Linked DNA regions of Zea mays: region 1 is linked to region 2. A link is a contact called in public Hi-C data. All regions are on one chromosome and are shown on one strand. Each heading gives the region's core, a stretch centred on a gene start, on an enhancer-like site or on the middle of the called end of the contact. The rest is flanking DNA. Distances are from core to core; before and after follow the strand shown. Region 1 holds the start of LOC100283185. Region 2 has its middle 33 kb from the start of LOC118473463.

Region 1 (7,608 bases), core at 882-3,381, 170 kb after region 2:
TATCTGGGTCCATTTTGGACCTTCTTATTTCTTCTTAATATAATGATGCGCAGCTCTCCTGTACGTTGAGAGAGAAAAAAGTCGTTCGATCATGATTAAATCGGCCAAGTCGGACTGGAAGTAACGATTAGGGCTACTAGTCGTCCAATCGTCTGACTAATCAGCTTGTAATCATGATTATTGATTAGTCATCCGACTTGGAAAAGACAACGACCAGAATTAGTTTAGTTTTATTTGGGCTGCCTATTTTCGGCCTGACTATAAGGCATATGAAAACGGCAACCCCGCCCCCCTCTAAACCCTTCACGTAGCACACGACTCTTCAGTTCCTTGCACTGGCGGCTGGCTTCCCTCTCGCCCCCTCCTCTTCAGATCTGCCTGGCGGCTGCTGATCACCGGTGGTGGTTCATCCTCCATCTGTCCATCTCCATCATAAGCAATTCATTTGAAGGTCTGTACTAGTAACTGGTGATCAAAACTGCAAACGGTGGCAATTTCAATGTTTCTTGTTTCCTTCTAGGCTGCTCCTGGTTTTAGAATTTTATTTTGCACAGTTATTTATTTATTTAAGAAATGCTAAAACATCTGTGTATCTGTATCCGCTCGATACCAATATGCATTTCCGTATACATGCTTCATAGCATAACAGGCAACCTGGTTGTGAACAACTTCAGTAATGTAGTAACAACATTAAATCTAATTTTGCACAGATTTCACCTGAATTTAAATTTGTGATGCTAGAAAGGCAGTATGTAACCTGAATCGGTTAGTCAGAACCAATAGTTAGAGGTTAACTGGTTAAGCATCGGAAACAATACCACACCAGTCTGCAATTATGACTGTATAGCAGAGATCTTAAAACTGGTATAGTGGACTAGTGGTAAATGTGGCGGTGATGAAGAAGCAGCAAACTGCGACTTTGCATACTAATATTCCCATACGTTAGTGCTTACTTAATGTTGCATAAACCCCAGATCCCGATAGACTTAGGCACCCTGATAGACTTAGGCATGTTTATCCATTCCTAGATGCTCAAGCCATTGAGCAAGTCTTGCGTGCGCACGACCAGGAAGACTGGGCATCGTGCGCGCCATGGTGACACTCCACTGCATGGGACATGATCACCATTACCTCCAGCTTTGTAGCATGTTTAGTCACTGCATTGCATAATATAGGAGAAAAAACCAGAACAGCTGCAAGGCATTGCACAGCACAAGCTCTCAGTACACACACTCGCGTTTGTGTTCTTCCAGTTAGTGAACTTACGTTTGTGTTCTTCACTGCTTCAGAAACCTCACCACGGCTAACACTTAACAGCCAATTTCTAGCATATCGCAGTAGCAGTGAAATCTAAATTTGCAGACTTACCAATTCAATGTCAACTTTGTACACCGGTATCTTGGGATACTGGCTGCTCAGCTTTGATACTAAAGGTGCGATCGCCCTACCTGCAGTGCGGCACAATCACACAACAAAATTATGACACAAATGAATGAAGCCCTATACTTGGCAACGCTGGCATCAGAATGAGGCAGTACTTACATGGTCCACACCACACCGCCGTGTAGTAAAAGACAGCTGGTAGCTTTTCATCTGCAAGATCCACAGGGATCACAGTTCACAGCCAGTGAGGCACAAGAGAACGAACGAACCATCGAACCACCATGACCCAATTCGTCACCCAACACCAGACGTACCAAGGAGGCAAGGACTAACTAGCATCTAGCATGGTTTGGAAATGGGAGAGGAGGAAATCGGCGCCGTACCTTGCACCTTGGAAAAGATGCTGTTGAAGGAGTCCGCGGAGCCCACGACCACCATGCTTGAACCACCTGAAACAGCCAACCCAAAAAGCCGTAAGTCCCCGAGAGCCGCACGAAATGGAGAGGGGGGCATGGGCGAGACGAAAGGAGGATCGAGTCATCGAGAGGAATACTCGTGGAAGAGAAGAGGCGATGGGGGCCCGGAAAAGCGGGCGGCGATGACGACGAGAAGGAGGGGGCGAGGGGCGCGGGGTTAGGGTTCACGGCGAAGGGGAGGTGATGAGGTCTTGGGGCGGCGGAGGCGGATGCAGACGAGACGAGGGGAAAGAGGCGAGGGAGACGGCAGAGTCGGCGAGCCATACTGCAGAATGCGGACGTGGAGCGGTCGGCGCCGTTAAGGCCTGGACTCCTCGACGATTGGTCAACTGGGCCTCCACTACCGTTAAGGCCTGCTTCCACCGTCCAACTACTCTGAGCTCATGGGCCGAAGTAAATTGGATGGTGGTAGGGATGAAAGTGGTGTGGATATGTTTTCTATTTACAGTCATCTAGAGTCTCAAATATATATTTTAAAATTCATATATTTTGAGATTTAATTGTTTCAAAAAAATTAGACTATCTCTATTGATGGTACATCCTATACTAAAGTTGTAGCGCTTGATAAAATTTTAAACTTTATAGTTAAAGTTTTTTTTATCTGAGTTCGTTTAGTAGCCAAAAATATTTAATGCAAGATTACGGAACGTTGATACAAAACAATATCATTATATATGGACATAAATATGTGTGGGGTGCAAACGGTACAGATGAGGGAGCGTTGAATGATTAGCAGCCGTGTTAAGTTGGAAACTCGATTCAAGCGAAGGTTGCATTAACATGACCAACTAATCTTTATATATGCTCGGTTTACTGTGAACCGTACACTAGTTTAAACATGAAGTGGTAGCATGTCATCTATTTGACCATAGGATAATCAGGTGGAAGTCGGGCATGTCGATCTTCCCAATTTATCTCAGGCATGATGGTTACCTAGAAGTATTTGATGGACGACATTTTTTCTGCGCCACGGCCTTTCCTGCCGTCTGCTGGCCACCTCAAGCTAGCACAGATCAGCCACTGGCTAGTATAGATGTCCAAACAGAGTGCGGGCCGCCCGTTTAATTCGTGGCACGGCACAAATTTAGCCCGGTCCAAACACGGCCCGGCACGGCCCGTTTAGCGGGTCAGGTATGGGCAGATACGACGGTCCGCGTGATTTGGCCCGGCCCGGCACGATAAATAGGTCGGCTCAACGGCGGCCCGCGTATTTGAACACAAATGCAGTGTAGCGCAGGCTCAATTCAATTAAATGGGTCGGGACTGTTATTTCATATTTGTATATAAATACATACATTTAACAGATAAATATATACATTACTCAGCCTGCTAAATGATCAATACTAAATACGCAGAACAAATGCATGAGAACAGTCCAGCCAAACATAATATAAATGCATTGATAAATACATACATTTAATTCTCTCATAATATATAAATATTGATACATTTAATTCTAAGCAGAATAAATGCATACATAAATACAGACGCAGGCTGAGTGATCATTTCATATTTGTATTAATATGATATTATCTTGTGAATTGATAAATGAATTTTGTTGTCTTAATATATGTAAATAATATGTTATGATATATGATTAATTCTGTTAAATATATGTATTTATATACTGCTCTACTGTTGGTTCGGGCCAGTGGCCGGCCCGGTACGTTGAGGCCCACCGGACCAACGGGCCGGCCCAGCACGATTTTTCCCTTTGCGTGCCGGGTTTGGGCATGTTCCTAGGCACGTGGGCCAGCCCGACCCAGTCCGAAGCATCAACGGGTCGTGCCTAGCCCGACCCTATTTGTACCGGGCCGAAACAGGTCCGTGTCGGGTCCGTGCCGGGTGGCCCGTCTAGACATCTATACTGGCGAGTACAAATTATCATGGAGTCTCCATAAACTGCAGTACAGATGGGAGCAGCTGGCCATATGCTGATCAGATCAACTAGTACTACTACGACGATGAAGCAGCTCTCCATTGCACTGCGGCACACCCACCATTATTAGAGATGGCAACGGGTATAAACCCGCCGGGTTTTGCTATCCCAAACTCGTACCCGTGAAAAATATTTACACCCATTAAAAAACCCATACCCATGACGGGTTTGAAATTTTGCCCAAAACCGTACCCATCGGGTTTGCGGGTACCCACGGGTTACCCGCGGGTTTTTATCTCCAATATGCTTATTCTTTTTATAATCAATAAGTATCGTAATGATTAATGAGATCGTGGTCCAAAATTTATGTAATGGACGAGTTCATGATTTGGTATAAAAAATATTTGTAGAGAGAATTAAATACAAATAATTAGTTGTATAATCAAGTTACCTTACACTAAGTTATACATCCACCACATATATAACGCTAGTAATAACTATAATAGCAAGCAAGCAACACTATCACCAACTACTTATACATTCACTATTTGATAAAAATTAGGAAGTAAATAAGTAGATAACAAGTTTGTTGTTCGTTTATAAAATAAAATGACAATGTGCACTAAGTTTGGTCGAGTTTAAAAAACCCACGGGTTCACGGGTTTGGGTACTATAGGAACAAACCCGTACCCATAAACCCGTCGGGTATACATTTATACCCATTAATAAACCCATGGGTATGAAAATTGACCCAAACCCGTACCCTAATGGGGTAAAAACCCATCGGGTTTCGGGTTTCGGGTACCCATTGCTATCTCTAACCATTATATGCCATCTATTTGGTTCCTTAGCTAGGCAGAGCCTCGTTCAGAAGCTCATGCAGGCCGAGCCAAATCTATATAAGTGGATGCAAGTAATATTTTGTATGGTTGTTTGGTTGACTGTACATAACCAGCCAGGATTTCGTGGCCACGTGTTTGGTGGGCACATGTATAAGTGGATGCAAGTAATATTAGATCTTTACCAGAATTTCAGTAATGTACATGAGACAATTTATACAAGTATCGGTGTTTCGGACCCGGGGGGTCCCTGGACCGACGAGTAAATTTGTCGCTGCGTGTTCCAGCCCAGATGGGTTGGCGCAAGATGGAATACAAGAAGGAAACGCGGCTCGTGTTATCTCGCACCAGGGGGGGTGTGCTCGTAGTAGGGGTTACAAGCGTACGCGAGAGAGGGAGAGTGAGCCTGTTCGTTAGCTCGTCCCTCCGCGCGACCCTCCTACATGAAGGCCCTGGACCTCCCTTTTATAGATGCAAGGAAAAGGTCCAGGTGTACAATGGGAGTGTAGCTATGCGCTAACGTGTCTGATAGAGAGGTGCCTGAGCCCTGTGTACATGTCAACGTGGCTGTCGGAGAGGTGCTAGAGCCCTGTGTATGCGATAACGTGGCCGTCGGAGAAGTGGCTGAGCCCTGTAGAAGCACAGCTGGCGGTGCTGCTGGGATCCTGCTGACGTCTCCTTGCTTCTGTAGGGGGCTGAGAACCACCGTCGTCACGGATGCACGCAGGGAGCCATCATTGCTTGTTTCTGGCACGAGCCAGATGGGACGCCGGTCTTGTTCCCTTGTAGCCTGAGCTAGCTAGGGGTAGGGTAATGATGTATCCCCTGTGGTGCGGTCGGTCCGAGCCCAAGGTCGGGCGAGGCGGAGACTTCTCCTGAGGCCGAGGCTGTGATCGGGCGAGTACGTGATTCCTCCCAAGGCCAAGGCCGAGGCCGAGGCCGAGTCTTGGGGGTCGGGCGAGGCGGAGACCTCCTCTCGAGGTCGAGGCCCAAGGCCGGGCGAGGCGGAGCTTCCTGTTGTGCTCGAGGCTGAACTTGCTGTTGTCAGCCTTGCCCGGGTGGCTGGCACAGCAGTCGGAGCGGGGTGAGCGGCACTGTTTTCCTATCAGATCGGTCAGTGGAAGGGCGAAGTGACTGCGGTCACTTCGACCTTGCCGACTGAGACGCGCGTGTCAGGATAAGGTGTCAGGCTATCCTCGCATTGAATGCGCCTGCGATACGGTCAGTTGGTGAGGCGATTTGGCCAAGGTTGCTTCTCGACGAAGCCTGCCCGAGCCGGGCCTAGGGCGAGCCGAGGGTGCGCCCGCTGCCTGAAGAGACCCTCGGGCGAGGCGTGAATTCGTACGGGACTACTGTTCCCGCCCGAGGCCGGGGTCGGGCAAGGCGAGATTGCGTCCCTTGGTAGGCGAGGTCTTGACATAAACCGTGCCCATCAGCCTCTGTAGCTTGTGTTGATGGTGGTTACCAGCCGTGATTAGGAGTGTTGGGGGTACCCCTAATTACAGTACCCGACAGTAGCCCCCGAGCCTCAAAGGGAGTGTTGGTACTCGCTTGGAGGCTTTGCCGCACTTTTTTGCGAGGGGACCGGCATTCCTCGGTTATACTTTGTTTCGGTGGGTGCGCGCGAGCGCACCCGCCGGGTGTAGCCCCCGAGGCCTCAGAGGAGTGGTTTGACTCCTCTGAGGTCTTAATGCTTTTCGTGATGCTTTGGCCGACCTTGTTGTTCCCTCATGCGGCCTGGTCGTAGCCCGGGTGCATGGTCAGGTTCCGAGTTTTTAGGCTGGTTTGTTGACGCTGTCAACAGTTTGGCCATAGCCGGGTTGCGAGAGCAGCCCCAGAGCCTCTGCACGGAGCGAGAGGACGATCAAGGACTGTCTCAACTTTTATTATACGCCCCTTCGTCGCCTTTCCACAAGGAGGAAGGGGGGAAAGCGCCATGTTGCCCTCGGAGGGTGCCGAACATGAAGTCTCCAGTGAGTTGCTAACGGGTGATCCGAGTGGACGCCCGTGCCCCATTCGATAAGGGTCGGCTAGTGGCCCAGAGGCGTGCTCCAAAAGTACCTGCAGGTGATTTGCCGAACCCGGACCCATTCGATAGGGTCCGAGGGCTTGATGCCTCCCTCTGGTGGGATTCCGTTACAAAATCGCTCCTGCTGGTCTCGAAAATGTCCTAGGGTACCTTGGGAGCGTAGCCCGAGCCTCGGCCATGTAACGGACGTACCCAGAGTCATCCCTCACTCTGCGTGCTCTGGGGCGGCTGTCGAACCCTTCCGAGGGGCCAGCCTTCGAACCCCTGATCAATAGTGGGCGCGGAGTCCAGGCGCTCTGGGGCGGCTGTCGAACCCTTCCGAGGGGCCAGCCTTCGAACCCCTGATCAGTAGGAGGGCTCGGAGCCCAAGTGCTCTGGGGCGGCTGTCGAACCCTTCCGAGGGGCCAGCCTTCGAACCCCTGATCAGTAGGAGGGCTTCGGGGCCCGCTTCCTTCGCCGAGAAGGATCCCTTTCGAAATATCCCCTTTCCCGGTCCCTGTAGCAAGAGAGAGAAAGGGGAAGAGGAAAAGGATACAAATTTAAATAGTGTGGCGCACCTTTTTTGACGCGGAGGTGAAACAACGCCCGCTTCGCCTGCCAAAGGTGTCGCTTGCTCCGCCGAGGAGTTAATGCGACGGGACGGGCGGTTCGCGGGGCGGCCGCGTGCGCGAGTTGTTCGAGGAACGGAACACGGGCGCGTCGTCTTCACGCCGTGGGAGAGGGCTCCCCTGTCGCTTCAGGAGGGGACGCGAGCCTGCAGGCGATTCGACCGCTGCTTCCGCCCGTCTGCTGCAATTACCGCCGGTCCACTTTTGGCCATATTGACCGTCGCGCCTCCTCCCGCGTCTGACTGACCCATGATCGTTGTGCTCGATTGGCACTGTTGGGTCATGCGCAGGGTTGCCTCGAGTTGCGGCACCGGTTCCGCAGTCGAGAAGGCGCGACATTGGCGCAAGTGGCGGTGCGGTTTCTTGCACGTAGTAACCGGCGCGCCGGTTACAT
Region 2 (6,647 bases), core at 3,876-6,375:
TGCAAAGAAAACATCATTAAAAGGATTAAATGACAAAGTCCCTCTGCCAAACAAATAGATTTCTTTTACATCATAATGAAATTACAAGAAACTATTTTGTAGAAAGTTTAGACTCTATCTACGTCTTTGTTCTTTAAGAAACCTAGCAGCAAATTGAAGATTTTTCATATAACAATATTTAAAGTTAAATCATAAAATGTAACATAATTTGTCCAATTGTATTTAACTTTGGTTTATGTTTCTTGCCACAGAGTACAGGTAATGATTCCTTTTATCTTAATAACGATCAGTTTGCTGATTTGCCATGTTAATTTGTTTTGCGTGAAGTCAAGAAGTTGTATTCAAGATCATGGCTGGATGTAACAAGCAAAGAAGCAATGATTCAAATATTACAATTCTGGATGGTGACTTAAAAGCATGCAGAAGGTATTGGTAGAGATCAATTTCATGAAAATGAGATGTTCCACGGTTTACTCATCTTGTGTGGTTGAACAAGCAGGAATCAAACTCAAAGGAAATCACTAAAAGGAACGTAGGAAAAAGATACCAAACTAACAAGTGCTCTCACTTAAGGGTGTTTCGCTTTGTGTTGAACTGTAGACCTAGAAAGAAGAATGAAGAGAAGCGAAGAAGAATGAAGAAAAGCAGATGAGAGAGAAAAGTTTGGGCAGGTGCAAGTGCACCGTACAGAAAGCATACTACCAGCTAATCCTTTCAACTATCATTTTAGCATCAACCTCTATATACCGGAAGCATGCGTGTATATAAACTTTATAACCCCAATAAATACCCCCAATACACACAAGTCTGTCATGTCCATTAATCACTATCAACATGGTCTTTATGAAAAACTAAGTTCACACAGTTTGGCTTATATATGCATAGGAATAAATCAGAACAGCTAGACAGATTATTAATACTGGTCGGACAAATGAACCTTTAAATGGATTATGTACTGACCATGTAACCGAAAATGTTCAAACTGTAATAGTAGAACAGGTCATTCAAATATTCAATATAGAAGAAATAGTCATGGCACTAACCAAAGTTTTGTTGGACAATACAGAGCTGCAAAGATGGGTGCAGAAATTGAGGCGAACACAACTCCAAATTTCCCTGGGTAGTCAAAACAACCCATGATTATTATAGAAAACATAAGTATTCACATTCTAAGATATAAAATAGCAAAAGATTTTGCACAGTAAAAAGAAACTGATATTCTCTACCAGAAGTTTCATAGGAGTGCCAAACTAAGATGACAGAACTGAAATACAATGATGACACTTGTCAAGGATCAGCAGTAAAATATTACTCTGTAATTTTCCCAAGTTCAAAGCTAGACATAATTCATGGAAAGACAGTAAACTGTAAGCAACACAAAGTTGTAAAAGACAAATACGCCATACTTGTGGGCACAAGAAGAAAAGGCAACCCTGATGCTTGAGAGTCTGCACTGCTAGGGGTTAACTCTGAGAAAATAAAATGGCAAGTAGAGAAGCAAAGGTTAACTCTAAGAAAACACAATGGTAAGCCCCTCCTAGAAACACGCCACAATTGTTAAAACGTTGCAGTAGACCTATTTGGAAAAAACTAGGGGTGGAGACACACAAGCATTGGTAACTAAGAGTAGGTTATCTCACCTTAGAGGTCCTTGGCGACCGAGGACCGAGGACTCCTCCCGGTGGCCGCTGCGCTTGCGCAGCTCCCTGACGACCAACAAAGAGAAGTAGACCTTGGGTCAGTACACTTTTAGGAAAAAAGCATTTGGAAGGTTAGGTGCGAAATCATGTTGGACTGATACTCTAAGACAAAACACAAGAATAATTAGTACAAAGGGTGCATTGGAGTGAGAGTACAATTTGGTTTGGAAACAGGCCCCGATGATCAGGGTGAGATTTACAATGCAAATGAAACAGAGAAATAAAACTTTTTTAATTCCCAATGTCGCAAGCAGTAGTCCAACATGTAAGCTAAACAACAAATAACAAATCCTGTTTTTAAAGAAAACCGAAGATAGATTGGGACATTGAGTAGGTTCGAGAAAAAACTTGAAAAACAAATCTATTGAATAGAGATACTTGAAAAACAAATCCTTTTTATTTGCTTGTGAATTGGCACATTCTAATTTATCTATCTGCTGCAGTTAGTGATAGGAAGCAGAACACTATTTACAGGTCTGAGAATAAGATTAAAGAAAGAGAGGGATTTTTACTGTTGGAGAGTTTTAAAGCACAAATCTGATTTTACCCATTTATAGCAGTGTTAATCATTTAGAACAAATCATGTATGAATGTGTCATACATGATATGTCGCCACTTGAATTGTTCTTAAAAATAATATACTTGATAGTGTGCCCATGTCAGTGGAAAAAACATCTCTTTATCTTTATGCATAATATCAGTTGCTTGGAAAATAGCTGCATTCTCAAGCTATTTGTAACTACTATTACTACATCAACCCCCACGCTTCTGCTTCATCATTAGCAGTATGTATTTTCATCTTCTGACTTTGGCTCAACAAGCTAACTATATTCAGACACAATTTCAGTCATCTAACCATTAAAATCACAAGTGTGGAACCAATATTTTTGGTTCAAGAAAAAGAAGGAATCCATCTTTTTTCCGAGAAAAAAGGAACCCAACTTTTCCTTTTTTCCTGTAACTCTTGCTTGCCCAAATTTCATCTTTATCACTTACACAATACGACGTATATTGAAAACTTATCACTCATCTAACAGAAATATCATCAACAAACCAACAGCAATGGGGTTGTACATAAAAACAGGGCTACTTGTAAAAGGTGCATATAGCACCTACACCACTACATGCACATATGAATGCATGATAACTTCAAAGTTAGCAAGTTAATATTGAATAGAGCATTTTGTATAAGGTGTCACGTAGCAAATATCAGAAAGTGATAAGAACAGTAAACAGAAACCAGGGGAGAGAAGAGTTATCATGCATTCATATGTGCTAATACAAACCTTGTCATCAATTGACCACCCACACTCCAGTATACCTACTTAGTTCTACACTTATTCATGCATGATATTAGCAATCTATCTTCGGTTTTCCTTATACAAAATGCTCTATTCCCCTGTGACAATTATCCATCACTTTGATGCTTATGTAAATTACATTTACCATTGTTTGAAAGCACTGATGTTCATGCAGAAGCCAAAAAGAAATTAAAACATCCAGGTGCCACTAATATTATCCATCACTTAACGATTAAAACCTGTACATGCAGATGATGTAGTAATTCCAATATAGTACAATACATTTATTCAACAAATCGTCAATGTATAGATTACAATAATTGCAAGCATTGAGTCAAACTAACAGAGCTCTCAGTTGATTATCTAGTCCTCCTATAGGAGAATGGCAGCTGAAAAGATTCATGCACAACATACCAAAACTACAAAAACACACAAACCAACACTCCACCCTGCAATCAATCGAAGTAACAGATTTCAAAAACTCCGGGCTAAGTAAATCAAAGGAAGTATGCAACAATCTTAAACAACAAAAGATGACAATCTAAGTAACATATTTCAAAAACTCCGGGCTCTATTTAATACACCAATGCATGGTGGCACCTAAAAATAATCATGCAGGAAAGGCCAAAACACACAAACCGACACTGATCCATAAGTAACAAAAATTCATGTAAAACTAACAGAGCATGCACCAATTCGACTCATGCTTCACTCAAAGTTTGTTTACCTACTTAGTTCTTTGAGTTTGATGGTACATTCACCGGTCTTTATGGCTTGCACAAAAAAAAATCAAGTGATCCTCAGGTATGGGAGAACTTTACCTACACACAACATTTGACAATTAAATTAAACACTCCAGTGGTCTGTTGCACTACTAATTCAACAAAATAGATGATACATGAACGCAGGTGATAGAAAGGGACATCGGAGGACTTACCGGACCTGGCAATGCGTCGAGAGGCTATGGGGTTGTCCAGGCTCTCCGTGGACCTCTTCCAGCTCTGGCGGCGAAGCGTTCTCGAGCAACACAGAGTACGCGCATGCTCACCATTTATCATCATCGGATACATGCTGACCCAGGCGAAGTGGAGGTCCTGCAGAGGAGGAAGCGTGCGGGAGTGGAGGTTGTGGGCCTGAGTAGGGTAGGGGGGAGTCCGCTAACTCGGGATGGAATAGGTCGTGGGGAGAGCAGTTACTGTTGCGCGGTGCGTAGAGCAGCGGGATGGTGGCCGCGCGACTGGTGAGAAGACACGAGGTGAGGCTGTCTGCCGAGGGGGAGGCCACCGGCGATAGAGGCGTACCAGCGGAGGGGAGTGGAGGCTCGCCGGCGGGGATGAGGCCGCCACGCGACTGCCTGCGGGGAGGAGAGCCGCCGCGTGACTACCTGCGGGGATGAAGTCTCTAGGGTTTTTCCTAGATGGGCCTTATGGAATTTAATTGATAGATGGGCCTCGTACCGCAGCGCAAATATAATGTACCATATCGGCCAGCCAAAGGTTGCGGTAGCAACTTATAAACCTTGCTGCTACAGAGGAAGCAGTCAGCTTGTGTAATCAGCTCTTGGTATTGTCAGCTTGTGTCGATTTTTTGCGCACGGATGGGGCGGGGTGAGGAGGCCGCGGCTAGCAGGTTAGTGTGGCGATGGACGATCCAGATTGAACAACAGCGATGGACGATCCAGATTGAACGAAGGCAGAACGGCAGTCTACCCTTATCGCTTTAATAAGTTGTAGAGATATATCAACTTCTGCATATAATGTAGCAGTTCTAAACAAGCAAGTGTTAGCTGATACGTACCACCTTCTATCCAGCTGTAGCAGTCTGCTAACTCATACGAGTCAGAGTATGACAATGAAATGAAATCAACAACACACACACAAAAAAAGGTGTGGGGTGCAGACGTGCAGTATTAGCTTCGATGATTGTGTGCGGTTGCAGGGAGAAACGAGCGTGCATATGCTGTGCTGCTACTGCTGTGGTGGGTTTGGTTAATTAGGTCGCATGTGTGGCAAAGCTGACAGGAGGCTGTGTAGGGAAAAGCGGGGTCGGGACGAGACCATCCGCGGCAGAGGGGCGCAGGACGGTCAGTGCAGCAGGGGCGGGTGGTGGTGTTTGTGATGGATGGGTAGATTCCGCAGGTTTCAGGTCAGGACCAGGCGTCGCGAGTGCGCGGCTCCCGGCTGCCATGGCACCCGTCAATCATTGGAGACGCGGACGGACGGCGCGAGCGGGAAAAAAAAAAAGAAGTTGCTGCTCGCTGCGTTGCCGTTGTACTATTGTAGTAGACCTGTGTTTTCGGGTTCATGAAAACGCTCGAGCTCGAAAAGCTGTGTGTGGTGTGGGTGCAAGAATAGGCGCAGCATGTGACAGTTACCACTACAGCAAGGAGCCGCAGGAGTACTATGCGTGAGCGTAATGCTTGAGGGTCCTCGTGTGCCCCGTGCCGTGCTGCTGTACCATACCACACGTGTGACAGTAAACGGGCCGGGCCAGCATCATCATAACCACCACGCGCCGTAATAACCACGAGCGACGACTGTACAGCTGAACCCGCTACCGGCGGCAGCTGGCCAAGTACGTACAGTACGTACGTGCGTGCGTGCGTGCGTGGTAGGCTCATTCTTGGGCCCTTCTCTCGCTCGTCGCTCCAGCACCGTGGCCCGGCCGGCCGGGCAAACAGGTCGCGGATCTTGCTGGGCCATAACGATATCTCAGGCCGAGGCGGAGGAAAAGATGGATGGGTGGAGACTGGAGGAGAGTCGAGCCCCCCCGGCCGGCAGGACATAGCCAATAGTCGCCGTGCGAAACTCTGCTCGCTGAAACGGGCGAGAGAGAGAGAGAGAGACCGTACGGCCGGCCCGTCGTCAGTTTCTGCCTTTTTGTTCAGCAGTGCGTGTGCCCCAGGCCCCAGCGGTGCCTAATCACTCGCTCGCTCGCTCATGTGCCGATCGGTGTAGATAGGCATGCATGCGTCATGCGTGCGGACTACTAGTACTACTAGTAAGTAGTAATAACATGGTGTCATCACCGGTAGGCGGCATCATGTGTGTGGTCTTTTTTTTCCTTCTCTGTGTGTGTGGTCACCGCTGCCCAGTGCGGGCGCCGGGCGGGGCGACTAGTGATTGGCCGGCAACACGTCAGGGACCATCGGTGTACGGCATCGCGTCGGGGGGTCTCGGCTCGAGACCCGAACACGTCCGGGACTGAAGCGTTGGCGCGAGCGATTGGTGCGGTGCGAAGCGAAGCGTTCGTGCGCGCGTGGTCCAGTCCACCCGCCCGCACCCTCCACTCCACCCATGCTCCTGCGTCGCGGACTCGGACGCCGGGACGCGACCCCGGCCGACCTCGGATCGATCCGGATCACGACGTCCCCGCGGTCAACAACGCGCGCCAGGCCCGGCACGGTCCCCCCCCTCTCTCCTCCTGCACCGCCGCACGGACGTACTACACGTACGTGCGCGTCGGCAAAGTGCATGCGCGCCGTGCGAGAAGCGTGGATTCCGCTCGCGGCCCATCCCACCCAGCGCTGAATTTTACCTCCGAGCATTTGTACTGCCGGGGGGCGAACTGGCCATGAGCAACCTGTACTGGTTTTCTCTGTAGTTTCAGGGATCGGACGGCAGCGGTGAAATCTGGTGGCCGTGGC

What was found. Hi-C and Micro-C count contacts between places; a contact is called where the count stands out from the background.
Region 1: a contact with region 2 is called in a Hi-C map of ear, with 6 times the contacts expected there. The contact joins the promoter of LOC100283185 here to the enhancer-like site in region 2. A contact is called at or near these places in 9 of 25 Hi-C or Micro-C datasets (bundle sheath, ear, endosperm and 2 more).

What each region holds. Positions count from the first base shown.
Region 1 is chr9:114,925,000-114,932,607 of Zm-B73-REFERENCE-NAM-5.0, forward strand. It overlaps LOC100283185, which reads right to left and starts at 2,132. Exons shown (of 7, transcript NM_001156087.1): 1 at 1,937-2,132; 2 at 1,767-1,832; 3 at 1,543-1,593; 4 at 1,369-1,448. The coding sequence starts at 2,123.
Region 2 is chr9:114,751,081-114,757,727 of Zm-B73-REFERENCE-NAM-5.0, forward strand. No RefSeq gene overlaps it. Among protein-coding and RNA genes, the nearest start is that of LOC118473463, 33 kb to the left of the region's middle. Within about 2 kb of position 5,126, at least 19 of the 20 cell types and tissues checked have an H3K27ac peak or open chromatin away from gene starts, as enhancers often do. A contact at or near this core is called in bundle sheath, ear, endosperm and 2 more, where this site is marked.